Regions from separate parts of the Sus scrofa genome. Here all the other regions are linked to region 1. Evidence: chromatin contacts called from public Hi-C and promoter capture Hi-C data. All regions are on one chromosome and are shown on one strand. The core of a region is the stretch at or near the end of the contact, and the rest is flanking DNA. Distances in the headings are between cores, read along the strand shown.

Region 1 (4,318 bases), core at 696-3,195:
AGTAATACATGAAAACATCAGTTCAAAACTGACCGTAAATCCACCTTAAAGCAAAACCATTTCTGATGTCTCTCAAGTGGCTGGGTTAATGTGGCATAAGAGAAAGCCTGACTAGCAGGTATAATTAAAGTATGAATCACAGGAATAAGTCATGAGTAACTCTGACAGTACCTGCAGGTAAAAAGCCCATTATAACTCACTAAACTTTAGAGGATAAATGATGAAGGGAAGGAGGAAAAATCCTAATTCCATTCAATGAAATGCAAAGATGGGGCCTGAGTGGAAACACATTGATAATGGCCTCAGTGCATTATCGCTAAAATATCTGGGTGAGGCTCTGTAACATAGCAGTCTGCTTCATGTGATACAGGTATCTGTTCTCTGTTTTCTATTCTGAGAACTGCTTGAGGTCAGGTTTGATGCTTTGCTTTGCGTATCTTTCCCTATAAATTGCTTCTCTGCCCAGATCCTAATAATGTATACAGTAGGCACAAAACATGCAATTACATACATGAATGGGTAAATTAGAACATATATCTTAGAATCTAGAATAAATCTGTCCTGACATATAAGACTTTAAAGGAAGAATGAAAATTGACATCTACCTTATTAAATGCTACTTATCAAAGACTGTTGATGCATTCTTAAAGAATTAATCACAGGACTTTCATTTAATGAAAAACAGGAAGAGATTGTTATATTTTATCCTGTTTCATATCTCAGCAGTTGGCATTGGATTTAGTTATTTGGAACAGCAACATGGCAAAAGTTGAAAGGAAACTATTTGTTTGGCCTGCCTAATTTTTTTTTATTTTTTTTTTGTCTTTCAGCCTGTGTGATGAATAGGTGTAAAATCACCTCAGGTGAAAAACAGACCCACTACAGCTTCTGTTATTCCATTAACTGACAAATAGCATTATTGCCTTCCACCCCACTCCACCCCACCTTCCAAATGAGGAGTATTTAACTGACAGACACAAGTTAGACATTAAAAGTTAAAATGACTCTAATGGTAATTGGCCATTCTCCCAATATTTTGAGGCTAGGAACATAATTACAGATGGAAGGTTAAGTCCAACTTCCCGGCTCAGAAGAATTAAAACCAAAGCCATCAAATATATTGTTTACATCATCTTATCAGCCTTAGTTTAAGGTTTACATGCTGTTTTTAATGTTCATGTGTAAAAAAATGAAACTAAAAGTCTTGACAGATTCTGAAACAATTTTAATTGGGAAAAATGTAAAGCACTTTAATGGAATTTTTCCCATGATCTGTAGAAGGGTTTTTTAACAGATGGTTCAAATGGACAAAGCAATGAAAACATAGAAATTAAAAGCAGATCCTTTAGAAAAATAACTGCGCTCTCAGAAATCCTATAGATGATGGCGGGACTAGATGTAAAGCAGCAGTTTCTCTTGCTGTCAAGGTTTTGAGAGAACAGAAATTTATTAGGTGATCCCTCCCAGAGGAGGGGTATACCGCCTCTTGGTAAGAATTAACTATTCATTTGGAATTTCAGCCAACTTCAACAGTTTGAAAATCTCCACGCTTGCAGGGCAATTCCATCCAGGTGACCATAAAAGATACAGTTGTGATGCAAACAGGTATTTTTCTAGAAGAAGAACCCCTCAGTCCGAGGCGCTTATTTGGTGGAATAAAAACAATCTAAAATCTTCCCACCTTCTCAGCAACTTGGAAAAACAAAAAAACTGCCCTAGGTCTATGAAGTTCTGCGTTTTGAATAGAAAAACCCTGACTTTCTAGGATCAAAGCAGTGAATGGTGAGAAAAAAGGAAACTTTTCAACATGGAATTTTTCTGCATTCAGCGCAGGCTAGCGAAGTAAAAACTAACGCTCGAAAGTGGCATCTCCCAACCAGGCTTCAAACTTCAGGGAGAGATAACGTTGCTTTCTCTCCCAGACATTTCTAGGCAGTGGGTGATGAGAACCGGTAGGGAGGCATATTGGGAGCTGGAGATGTTTTAGTGGAGTGGAGGGCACCAAAGTGTCACCGCGGGCTAGTGGAAGCTGGGCGCCCAGGAGTTGCTGAGTTAACGCCCGCGCGCAGGCAGGAGCGCGATCCCGCCGCGGCAGTGCAGAGCCCAGGAGCAAAGTGCGGGCAGCTGGGCGCGGGCAGGAGGGTAAATGGGAGGAGGGGCGGGGCGGCGCGGGGTGGGAACACGGCGGCGGGAGGAGGGTCTCCAAGCCCGGCCCGATCAGCGAGCGCTCTGAGCCTGCGTCCACCGAGGGGGAGGGTTTCCCCGGCCCGGCCGGAGGGGCGGCTGGGCGCTTCTGGCTCCCAGCGCAAACGACTGTCAAGGGAGTAGGAGAGCAGAGCTGCCGGAAGTGCCTGCGAATCGAGAGAACTTTCCTGCTCCGGCCGCGGCCCGGAGCCTCCGCCGCCTCCGCGCTTGCGGCGACGATGCGTCCGAATGACAACGACCTGAGCGGACCCGCGCCTTGGCCCACCGCCCGCGTGGGCGCTCGCCTCGCCTCGGGGGAAGAAGCCTGAGCCCGGAGGCGTCCGCGCGCCGCCGAGTCCCGCGCAGGCGGCGCGGCGTGCGGGACCGTTTCCCTTGCACGTCCCCTCGCGTCCCGGCTGGTTCCCCAGGATCGCGCGTCCCAGGCGCCGGCTGCGGTCGCCAGCTGTCCCCGCCTCGACCGCCGGCCCGGACCTGCCCTGGGCGGCCGCTGGCAGTGCTGGTGCCATGGGGCTGCCGACTCTGGAGTTCAGTGACTCCTACTTGGACAGCCCGGATTTCAGGGAGCGCCTGCAGTGTCACGAGATTGAACTGGAGAGAACCAACAAGTTCATTAAAGAGCTCATTAAGGACGGCTCTCTGCTCATCGGGGCGCTGAGGAGTAAGTTGAGCTGGCGGGGGCGGGAGGAGAGGGCTCGGGGATTTGCGGAGTCCCTGGGAGGGTGCGGGTCTGAGGGGTGGGTTAGAGGAAGCGAAGCTTCTTTTGTTTGAATGGGTTTGGGGACAAAAGCTGAAGAGCTCCCCTGCCGGTGGCCAACAAAGTTTGTTCCTAGGTGTTCTCAATTTGCTTCCAAGTCTGTAGGGAAGGGAAAAATTCTCTACCGGATACTGGAATATATATCCTGAGGAATGTTGATCAAAGTCATCGTTTTGTATAACGCTCTTTGAAAAATGTTGGCGACTGTTGGTCTTTTTTTGCAACTTTATTGTGCCTAGTTTAAACTTTTTAAAAAAGTCCTTCAGGAGGGGTTAAAGAGTTTATCTGAAGGATAAATATAAAGCTAGATTATTTAGTGATATTCAAGGAAAATTATTAATTTCTTCTGTACATCAGTGGCTCTTCATTGGGTAGATCAGTCTTCAGGCCTTTTGAAAGATATGTAGCTTTGTAGTTTTGCGATTTAGTAAGATGAATGACGACAGCATGGCACCACTGGGTTTTTATCTCTTTACAAGACTTTTGTGCGTCTTAATTTCTGGCTTGCATTGTAACCCTGGTGTTGGTGGAGTCACTGGGGATGAGAGTTCAGTGGCTAAAGACCAATCAGAACTTCTTTTCTACAGCAAGTAAAGATTACTTTTAGGGGCTTCTCCCGCCTCCTTTTCTGCATACCTCCTGTTAGGATTTTCCTCACTCCTTTTTGCATCCTCTGGATCTTCACTTTCAATTACTAAGAGCTGAGAGAGTCTTAGTAAATGAAACTCAAGAGTTTCTCTTACAGAGAATTGACTGACTAAATAATAAGCTTAATTTGTTACCTTTCCCAGGACCTATTTGAACTTTAATAGAGGCTTCTGAAAACTTTAGCCACTGAAAATGAAACCCTAGACACTCTGGCCTCTGATAGGTGAGTGGGTGAGGTATTTTCCATAAAGTGGAGAGGCCTTTGGGTGATCTAGCAATCCCCAAGACATAGATTGGCGAAGCCTCATTGTATGTCAAGTATTAGGTCAATGACTACAAGAAAGAGATGCCCATGTGCTTGAACCTAAGACAACATTAGCGTCTTACCTGTATTTTGAAGCATGTATTAATAGGAAGAATGGAGCTTATAAAAATGTCTTGAAATTAATGTGCTCCTAAATCCTTTTTATTTTAACCATCTCCAATGCTAAAACATTTACTTATCACTTGTGTTACTTAGCCAGGGTAAAGAAGATATGTTCAATATCTGAATTCACTTAATTTCTGAATTTGAGGCTGCTACTGATAATAGCGTTGTCCTGATTTGTGAAAAATAGACTAGTTTATCTGTAGTTCTTTCCGTCTTGTGTACACAAATGTGAACTCTTCTTCCTCTGGTTTGCAAATCCCACTTGAGGTCTCCAGACTAGC
Region 2 (3,884 bases), core at 1,036-3,535, 140 kb after region 1:
TTCATTAAGCATCCGGGGATAGGAGGCTAAAGCAAGGTCTTTTATATTGAAGGCTGTGGAGAGGTGATAAGAGCTGGAAATTAACATACTCCTTTTTTGTTTATAGGAACTATTCTGGCAGTTGTGTGGCAAATTAAATATGAGTGGATTTTAATACTGGGTGCGGAGAGATTTGTAAGGTAGATGTTGCTGTAACCCCAGGAAGGGGTGATGGGGTATATCCTGAGGCCGTGGGGAACCCATGATGAAGGCAGAGAGGCTTCAGGCCAGGATGATGGGCAGTTGGTGAATTGGGTACCATTCACTGAGAGGAGGCAGATGGAGTGATTAGAGAAGGCTGGGTCCTGTCTTGAGGGTGGGTTTTTTGAGGTGCCTGTGGGAATGGGGCAGACACTTGGTTTACAGATAGGGAGCTTAGCAGAAATATCTGGGCTGGAGAGAAGATTTATAAGCCATCACTTCACATGATATTTGAGGTATGAAAGCACACGAGGTCACCAATGGATGGGATGTCGAGTTTTATCTTAAAATGTAAGATAAAGGTAAGTTAGTTGAGTCTGTCTTTGCTCCTTTTACTCTGCAAAAGAATTCTTGAAAGCTGATGAGGTCAAAAGGCCACCTAAAGATACATACACCTAGATGCTTTCACGATGATATGCCTAGTGGGGATGGGGTGAAAGCTTTAGGGTACTGATTTCACTAGCTTTGTGTCTTTACGTTGGTATGCAAAACTATTTTTCTTTTGATAGTCATAACATACGTTCCAGCTTTATTATATTCTTGAATTATCTAAAAATATATTTTCTCATCCAACATTTACAGATGGTTTGGGATTGGCACATGCATGCTGGTGGCATATGGAATGATTGGCCAACAGGAGCCCGCTGTGTAGTACAGGAAACTCTATCCAGTATTCTGTGATAATCTATATGGGAGAAGAATCTGAAAAAGAATGGATGTCTGTATATTTATAACCGAATCATTTTGTTTTATAGCAGAAATTATCACAATCTTGTAAATCAACTGTACTCCAGTAAAACATTTAAAAAGATGAAGAAAATTTAGATTAATTAAAATATACCGTAACTCTGGTCATATATTAGAATATGTTAGAAATTAACTATAAGCGGAAAGTTACAAACAGGATATGATTGTCGGCCATCGGTGATGGGGATTGTCTTATTGTCAGGCTTCTGTATGGAGGGCTGGGTAATGCTGAGATAAGAAGTAGGGTCTTACCAGCAGCAATAGTCTTCTTGTTTATGTAAACTGAGCACCTGAGGTGCCAACTCTTTTTCTCCACTAAATACGGTATCTCTTAATTTTTTAAGAGGAAGCAGAAAAAGAGAGAAGCAAGAGATTTTCCCCCCATACCTTTTACTTTAATTTTTTAAATTGAAGTATAGTTGATTTACAGTGTTGTGTTAATTTCTGCTGAACAGTAAATTGGTTCAGTTATTTATATTTATATTTAATTTCTGCAGAGCAGTTTATTTCTGCTGAACAGCAAAGTGATTCAGTTAACTTAAAATTTTTAAAAAATATTTTTTTCCGTTATGGTTTATCGTAGGATGTTGGATGCAGTTCTCTGTGCTCTGCAGTAGGATCCTATTGATTATCCTCTTCAAGTATGTTAGCGTACCTTTGCTAACCCCACCCTCCTCTGACTTGGCAACCACAAATTTGTTCTGTGAATCTGTTTCTGTTCTGTAGAGAGGTTCTTCTGTGTCATTTTTTTAGATTCCACGTATAAGTGATATTGCATTCCCATACCTTTTCAGGGGCATGACTCAGGTGTCTTCGATCATAGCATTACTGCTTTGCACCGTATCAGGTTCTGTGCATCATTGTGAGTGCCCTAGAGTCTGAATGGCTGCTGCTGTCAGACAGGAAAGTAGTTTCCAAGCTTTATTTTCTGGAAAAGAATCTTAAATATCCTTTTACCCCATTCTGTGAACTGAGAGTAATTCAAACCATGGCCTGAGGGTAAGCCCCAAAGAGGTCAGATGTTAATGATTTATTAAATGATTGTGTTTTCTATCAGGATGTCCTCTTCACAGATAAGGAATAGTGTATTGTTTTCTGTGTTTGTCATGTGTTGTAAAGAGAATTTCTCTAGTATTGACATAACACTCATATTTCACATGATATAAGACCTCACAGAAAGGGCTGAATGAGGTTCTTTACTTCATTGGATAAGAAAAGTTTTTGACAGCTGTACAGTGTGGTTAACTAGCCCATAGTTTATGACCAGATCTGGCTTTGGAAAAGACCAGGAATGGGAGTTATAACATATGGAACTTATTTAGGAAGTAATTCTTAGCTATGACTAAGAGCCTGTGCTCAGATGCCTGGGAAGTTTAAAAGAAAATGTTTGCAAAATAAATCATATCTCTTGTTTGCTAAATTGTAGGACTTAGATAACTTTTGGGTACTTGCGGACTTCTGCGATTCTGCATTAAAGCTCTGAAGGTTTCTCTTAATCAATTTTTCCTGGTTTTATTTTTAACAACACTGTGATTCAATTCGTTGGTTTATTCGATTAAGGAATTATTTCTTTCAAAAGATTATTTTCTCTTTCCCCAGCCACTGGAGTTCCTTAAAATATTCACATTCAAGCAGTCACTACAAGGGTAGTTTATAGGAAAGATACTCTGTGTGTGTATATTAGCTTCTGGTGCTTTTTTTTCTTAACTGTAAAAGTCCCAATTACCATATTTCCTGTGTTTATTTATGTCAAGATAGCATGTGACATAAATGTCCCAAGTAAGTGTTGTACCAGGGAAAGTGAAGTAGGAAGAGCCAGTACTCTTATGGTTGTTTCTGAAAGAATACTCCATTTTTTCCTCACTTTCCAAACTTTAACTGGATAGAATTATATGGGGGAAATACTCCTATTTTAAGTTAATAATTGCAGTAATCTCTTCCTAATCTTCCCTATGTCTATGCTGAGTCTTACCTCACCATTACAGCATTACAACTTAGCATTTCGTCCGCCAAGAAAAGCATTATTATTCAACTTAGCTTGACTTTTTATCCCACACATAAATATGCCATCAGCACAATAGTGAAACTGTTTGCGGATGCAATAGAAAGTGTATATCATTTTCCAAAAAAATATTAGTAATAGAAAAAATAGTGTAACTACATTTCAGGGTTTAGAAATTAGAAAATAGGAAAATAATCATCTCATCACTCTAACGTTATAGCTCTTTTTTTTTTTTGGTTTTTCCTTTTTTAAATCATAGCCTTACTTATATTTCATATAACTTTATTTGGAGGCAAGACTAATTTTTGTTCCTGCAGTGTGTTCTTTCTCATCTGAGAATGTGTAATGTGGTATATAAAATACAGTGATTAGAAATACCAACTCTGGACTCAGACCTCTGGGTCCAGGATGTGGCTCTGCCACCTACCAGCTAAGTGTGACCGTGGGCCAATTACTTTGCCTCTTTGGGTCTCAGTTTCCTTAACTATAAAATGGGTAGTGTTGTATTTTTTTATGGAGCTGTTGTAAGGACTGAAGGTGAACTCCTTTGGCCCATAGTAGGTGTTCACAAACTACTGTTACATGGTTATTTGTTTTTTCATGGCTGAGATTTTTTTTCTAAAGATAATATTGATGAGCTTAGCTTAAAATTTCTATTATATACTTATAAAATGCTACCTATATTTTACAGCATATATCAGAGAACATTTTATAGAAATATTTTTCTTATATTCAAAAATAGTTTAGTTTCTTATGGGTAGGTCATCATCCTCAGTAATATTATAGGAAATACTATTTGTTACAGTAATTCATTGCAAGTAGCAATTATGGCTACTAGAAGTAACTTGATTCCTCAATTTAGCTGTAGTATGTTGAGTTTTCACTGTGGCGAAGC
Region 3 (4,139 bases), core at 765-3,264, 190 kb after region 1:
GACAGGAACTCCAAGTTGACAGTTTTCAATGCCAGCAATTTTTGGTGCTTTCTCTCCTTCCTTTGAGCTTTTCATTGTTCTTAGCAGTTGATGTGACATTTTGAAGATGGGATTTTTATCATTAGAGTCTAAAACCTCAAGCTGAATAAAGCAAAGGAGCAGCTGAGATAGTACTACATTACAATGCAAGTGTAGTGTAGGTATTTTTTTTTTTACTAATCCCTACCTCTTAACTGTGGGTATTCATCGTTTTATACTGTGATTGATGGGCCACACCAACAGCCATCCTCCATGGTGTTTCTTATAGTGGGTATACCTAAGAAAAGCTTATGTAAATGCTGCCGGAGAAGTAACCACTTAACCTAATCAGCTACTTCATTATACTCTATTTGCTTCCTGAATATTCAAGCTAAAGTTGTTGACTCCAGCTATTAGGGAACAGATAAGGTGACCAAGACGCCAGGGCGGTAAGTGTCCAGGGTAATACAGTTGGTAATAAAATCCAGAGGAGAGCTATGTGACAGTGTTTACAGAATTGGCTGATTGTAATTTATTCGTTCAGCAGTTAATCACAACCTTTTTAATGTAGAAAGTACTATGTTAGCCTATAGTCTAACCAAAATTTCCCAACCTCCACGCTATTAACAAGTTGGACAAAGTCAGTCAAAATTAATGTCTGTCTCTCTCTCTTTCTCTCTCTCCCTCCGTCCTTCCCTTCCTCCTTCTCTTTTTCCTTTCTGTGATCTTTATCCTAGGGAGCCTTTCAGTCTGGTTGTAGAAATTAGACCTTAGACAGAAATACCTGCAATAATAACTTTTTTCTTGGAACTAGTCTCGTAAAAATGCAAGTTTTTTTTTTTAGAGATTAAACTTGAGGTCAAAAGTCAAGAAAGGAAGGGAAGAGGAAGTGAGCAGTAAGGGCATTCTGCAGTGCAAGATCAAACCATGTTCTTGCCTTGTGGGAGAAAAGGCTGAAGGAGGAGCACCTGGCATTTGGAGAAGGCTTCTGGAAGCTGCTCCAATGATTCTGCTTATGTTCTTTGAACAGAACTCAGTCACGTGGACACATCTCCTTGCTCCGAGATTGGGAAATGTATTCTTTAATCTTGGCAGCTATGTGCCCTACTACAACTTAGGCATTCTATAACTGTGGGAAAAGGTTGGAGCTCTGCCAAATAGGACTTTTGATAAAAGCAGTAGAAATAAAGAATTCCATGAGAGCTGTTCCAAGCTTTGGCTCATGTGACTAATTCTTTGAGATTGACCAAGGCTCTTCAACCCTTTGGAAGATAGGGGTCATTTTCCTTTAAAATGTGAAAACTAAGCAGTTGTGCTGTTTATGCTGATGTTGGGAAAGAGCTTGTGTTTTTGTCCAGACTCCGCCCTTTCACTGGCTTAATGGCCTATGGTTAATTTCCATGAACCTCATTTTTCCACTGTATAACAGGGGAGTCATGATAACACATTATTTCTTTCCTATTTATAAACATGATCTTCTTGAAAGCCACATAATAGCTAAATACCAAAATTGGCTCAAGAGAACTAAGTTGTGAGTGAATCCACCGATCCCTTGAAAATGTTGTACTTTCATTATCAAAAATCATAAAGATAGCACACTGAATAAAGATAAAATCTTCTATCTGTATCTCGGGAATGTGTGTATTGGTCTCAGGCCCAATTTATGCCCTTCCCAGGCCCTTAGGGTTTACTCAGAAGATAACTCCGACCTAGGATTGTCACCTGTCTTTCCTCACACGTGGTTGGAGCCAGGTTCCCGCTAGGCCCCTGACACCCTCCTGCAGTGGGAGTTGTAGTGGCTGTGGTAACAGGCTCAGTTGGCTCTTACCATCACGTCTGGATTCTTTGATGGAGTACCAGGGTGCTCCCTGGGCTCTGGCCTCTCCCACAACTGCTGGAGGGGCCAGATCTCAGTCTGGAAGAACTGGAAGGTTCTTATCCCATGGGGCAAATGTTGACCAGCTATGGAAGAAACTGACAGACAAATCTTTGCTTCCTCTTTCCTTACCCAACTGACATGACCTGAGATGTGCTGGTTTTGTAAGAGCTGAATGGAAATGTGCCTTATTGCATGAGCAACTGCCTGCTTTTCCTCCTGCTTCTGTGGTTGGTTCAGTAATAAACATTTGTGTTTTCCTTCCTCCTTTCCTGTCTCTCTTTCTTTTATCTCTACTCTTTCTCCCCAAGGATTACATGCAAGCTCTATTAGACCAGCTTTGCCTCAGGTTCTGTTTTCTAAGGATTTTGGACGAAAGTATAATATTAACATAATAGGTAAAATGAATTTCCACTTGCTATGGCTTTCACCCTGGGGTGAAGGAAAAATACCTCTGTTTCAGTCACAGTACTTATCGTGAGCAGTCTGTGTCATGCTTCTTTAGTCTTTTGGCCCCATGTTTGTTCTCCTTCCATGTTATCAATGCTTTTTGAATTTTGCGACTGAGATTTTTCTTTCTTTTTCCAAGTCCTCTGTCATCTAAGAAGAAAATAAATTTGAATTCTGGCCCCGAAGAAAAGCTTTGGGTTACTTTTAATTAGGAAATCCTTAAATTCACTCAGAGTAATTTTCCACACTTCTTGCCTAGACTGTGCAGAGTCGTGTACTTCTGTTTTATCCATGATGTCTTGTCAGAGCCCATAAGATTATAGACACTCCAGACACCTCCCACTCTCCTGATCCCAATCTTCTGTGTCTTCACACAGTCCAAGAGAGGATGGAAGTTCCTGGTCTAGGGATTGAATCTGAGCTGGAGCTGTGACCTGCGCCACAGCTGAAGCAATGCTGCCAGATCCTTAACCCACTGCTCCAGGCCAGGGGTTGAACCAGTGCCTCCACAGAGACAAGCCAGATCATTAACCCTATGTGCCACAGCAGGAACTACAAGGACCTGTCCATTTGCCATAGATGAATGTTGACGGTCTCAACTATGATTGTGGATTTATCTGTTTCTCCTTGCAGTTCTGTCAGATTTTGCCTCACATATTTTGACGCTGTGTTGTTAGGTGTATACACGTTAGGAATTACAATTGACCTTTTTTATCATTATGTGAACCCCCCTCTTTATTCCTGATAATTTTCTTTGCTTCAAAGTCTGCTCTTTCGGGACATTAGTATAGCTACCCCTTCTCTACCTTATTTAGTGTTAGCGGGTATATGTCCTTCTCTGTCTCTTTACTTTAAATATATATGTCTTTATGTTTAAAGTTGGTTTTTTATAGTTGAAATCTTGCTTTTCAGTCCACCGTGACAGTCTCTGTGTGTTTTTTAGTGTGTTTTGACCATTCACACTCAAAGTGATTATTGATATAGTTGGATTAATATCTACCATATTTGCTATTGTTTTCTATTGTTGCCCTTGTTCTTTGTTTCTGTCTTTTTTCCTGTTTTTCTGCCTTTTGAGGTTTTGATTATTTTATGTGATTCCATTTTTCTCTCCTTTCTTGGCATATCTATTACACTTTTTTAAAAACTTTTTAAAATGATTGCCCTGGAGTTTGCAGTATACATTTATAACTAATCCAGATCTACTTTTAGGTAATGTTATACTGTAGTATATACTATACCAGGTAGCAGAAATGCTTAATAATAACAAAACACTCCAAATTCCTCCTGTCCCCTATACCATCGCTGTCACTCATTTCCCTTATTTGAAACTCAACCATTCATATACACATAAGAAGAGATTTTTTCCTAGACTTAATACTTGCCTTTTAAATTTTGCATAAAATTCTCTGTTCCCAAATGTACAAATGTAATTATGAAGCACATTTTGGTATATTTGTATACATCAGATATCGTATCCATTTTTTTGAAAGAAACATTCGTCCTGGAACTCTCGTCACAACTGGTTGCTTTAAAGTTCATAGGCTTATGAGTCCTTTTTTTTTTTAGTGGAAGTTCGTATTACCAATATCATGAGAATTTTCTTTGTTTCGTTAAACTGTTGTTTTCCTAGATCCCATGTCTTGCTCTTCTGGTTTATTCTTTCATTTTAGTGGAGCATATCACTCAGTATCTTCCTGAGAAATGGTACATGGTTGGTAAATCTTTTGTATATTTGTATGTTGGTAAATATTCTTATTTCACCCTCTAGATCGACAATTTGGATATAGAAATCTAG

What was found. Promoter capture Hi-C pulls out the DNA fragments that hold promoters and counts their contacts. A called contact is a pair of places that touch in the nucleus more often than the background predicts.
Region 2: a promoter capture Hi-C map of liver shows a contact between it and region 1, with 7 times the contacts expected there. The contact joins the enhancer-like site here to the promoter of ARHGAP42 in region 1. A contact is called at or near these places in 2 of 5 promoter capture datasets (fetal liver and liver), 20 of 47 Hi-C or Micro-C datasets (adipocytes, alveolar macrophages, brain and 13 more) and 1 of 2 datasets of contacts at active chromatin or transcription factors (skeletal muscle).
Region 3: a contact with region 1 is called in a Hi-C map of subcutaneous adipose tissue, with 2.1 times the contacts expected there. The contact joins the enhancer-like site here to the promoter of ARHGAP42 in region 1. A contact is called at or near these places in 9 of 47 Hi-C or Micro-C datasets (adipocytes, embryonic fibroblasts, fibroblasts and 3 more).

Annotation. Positions count from the first base shown.
Region 1 is chr9:31,718,641-31,722,958 of Sscrofa11.1, forward strand. It overlaps ARHGAP42 (rho GTPase-activating protein 42), which reads left to right and starts at 1,946. Exons shown (of 24, transcript XM_021062699.1): 1 at 1,946-2,863. The coding sequence starts at 2,710.
Region 2 is chr9:31,857,601-31,861,484 of Sscrofa11.1, forward strand. All of the region lies in intron 3 of ARHGAP42 (rho GTPase-activating protein 42), which reads left to right. Among named protein-coding and RNA genes, the nearest start is that of ARHGAP42, 140 kb to the left of the region's middle. Within about 2 kb of position 2,286, at least 9 of the 83 cell types and tissues checked have an H3K27ac peak or open chromatin away from gene starts, as enhancers often do. A contact at or near this core is called in liver, where this site is marked.
Region 3 is chr9:31,909,482-31,913,620 of Sscrofa11.1, forward strand. The region is part of intron 4 of ARHGAP42 (rho GTPase-activating protein 42); the gene reads left to right. Among named protein-coding and RNA genes, the nearest start is that of ARHGAP42, 190 kb to the left of the region's middle. Within about 2 kb of position 2,015, at least 16 of the 83 cell types and tissues checked have an H3K27ac peak or open chromatin away from gene starts, as enhancers often do. A contact at or near this core is called in retroperitoneal adipose tissue and subcutaneous adipose tissue, where this site is marked.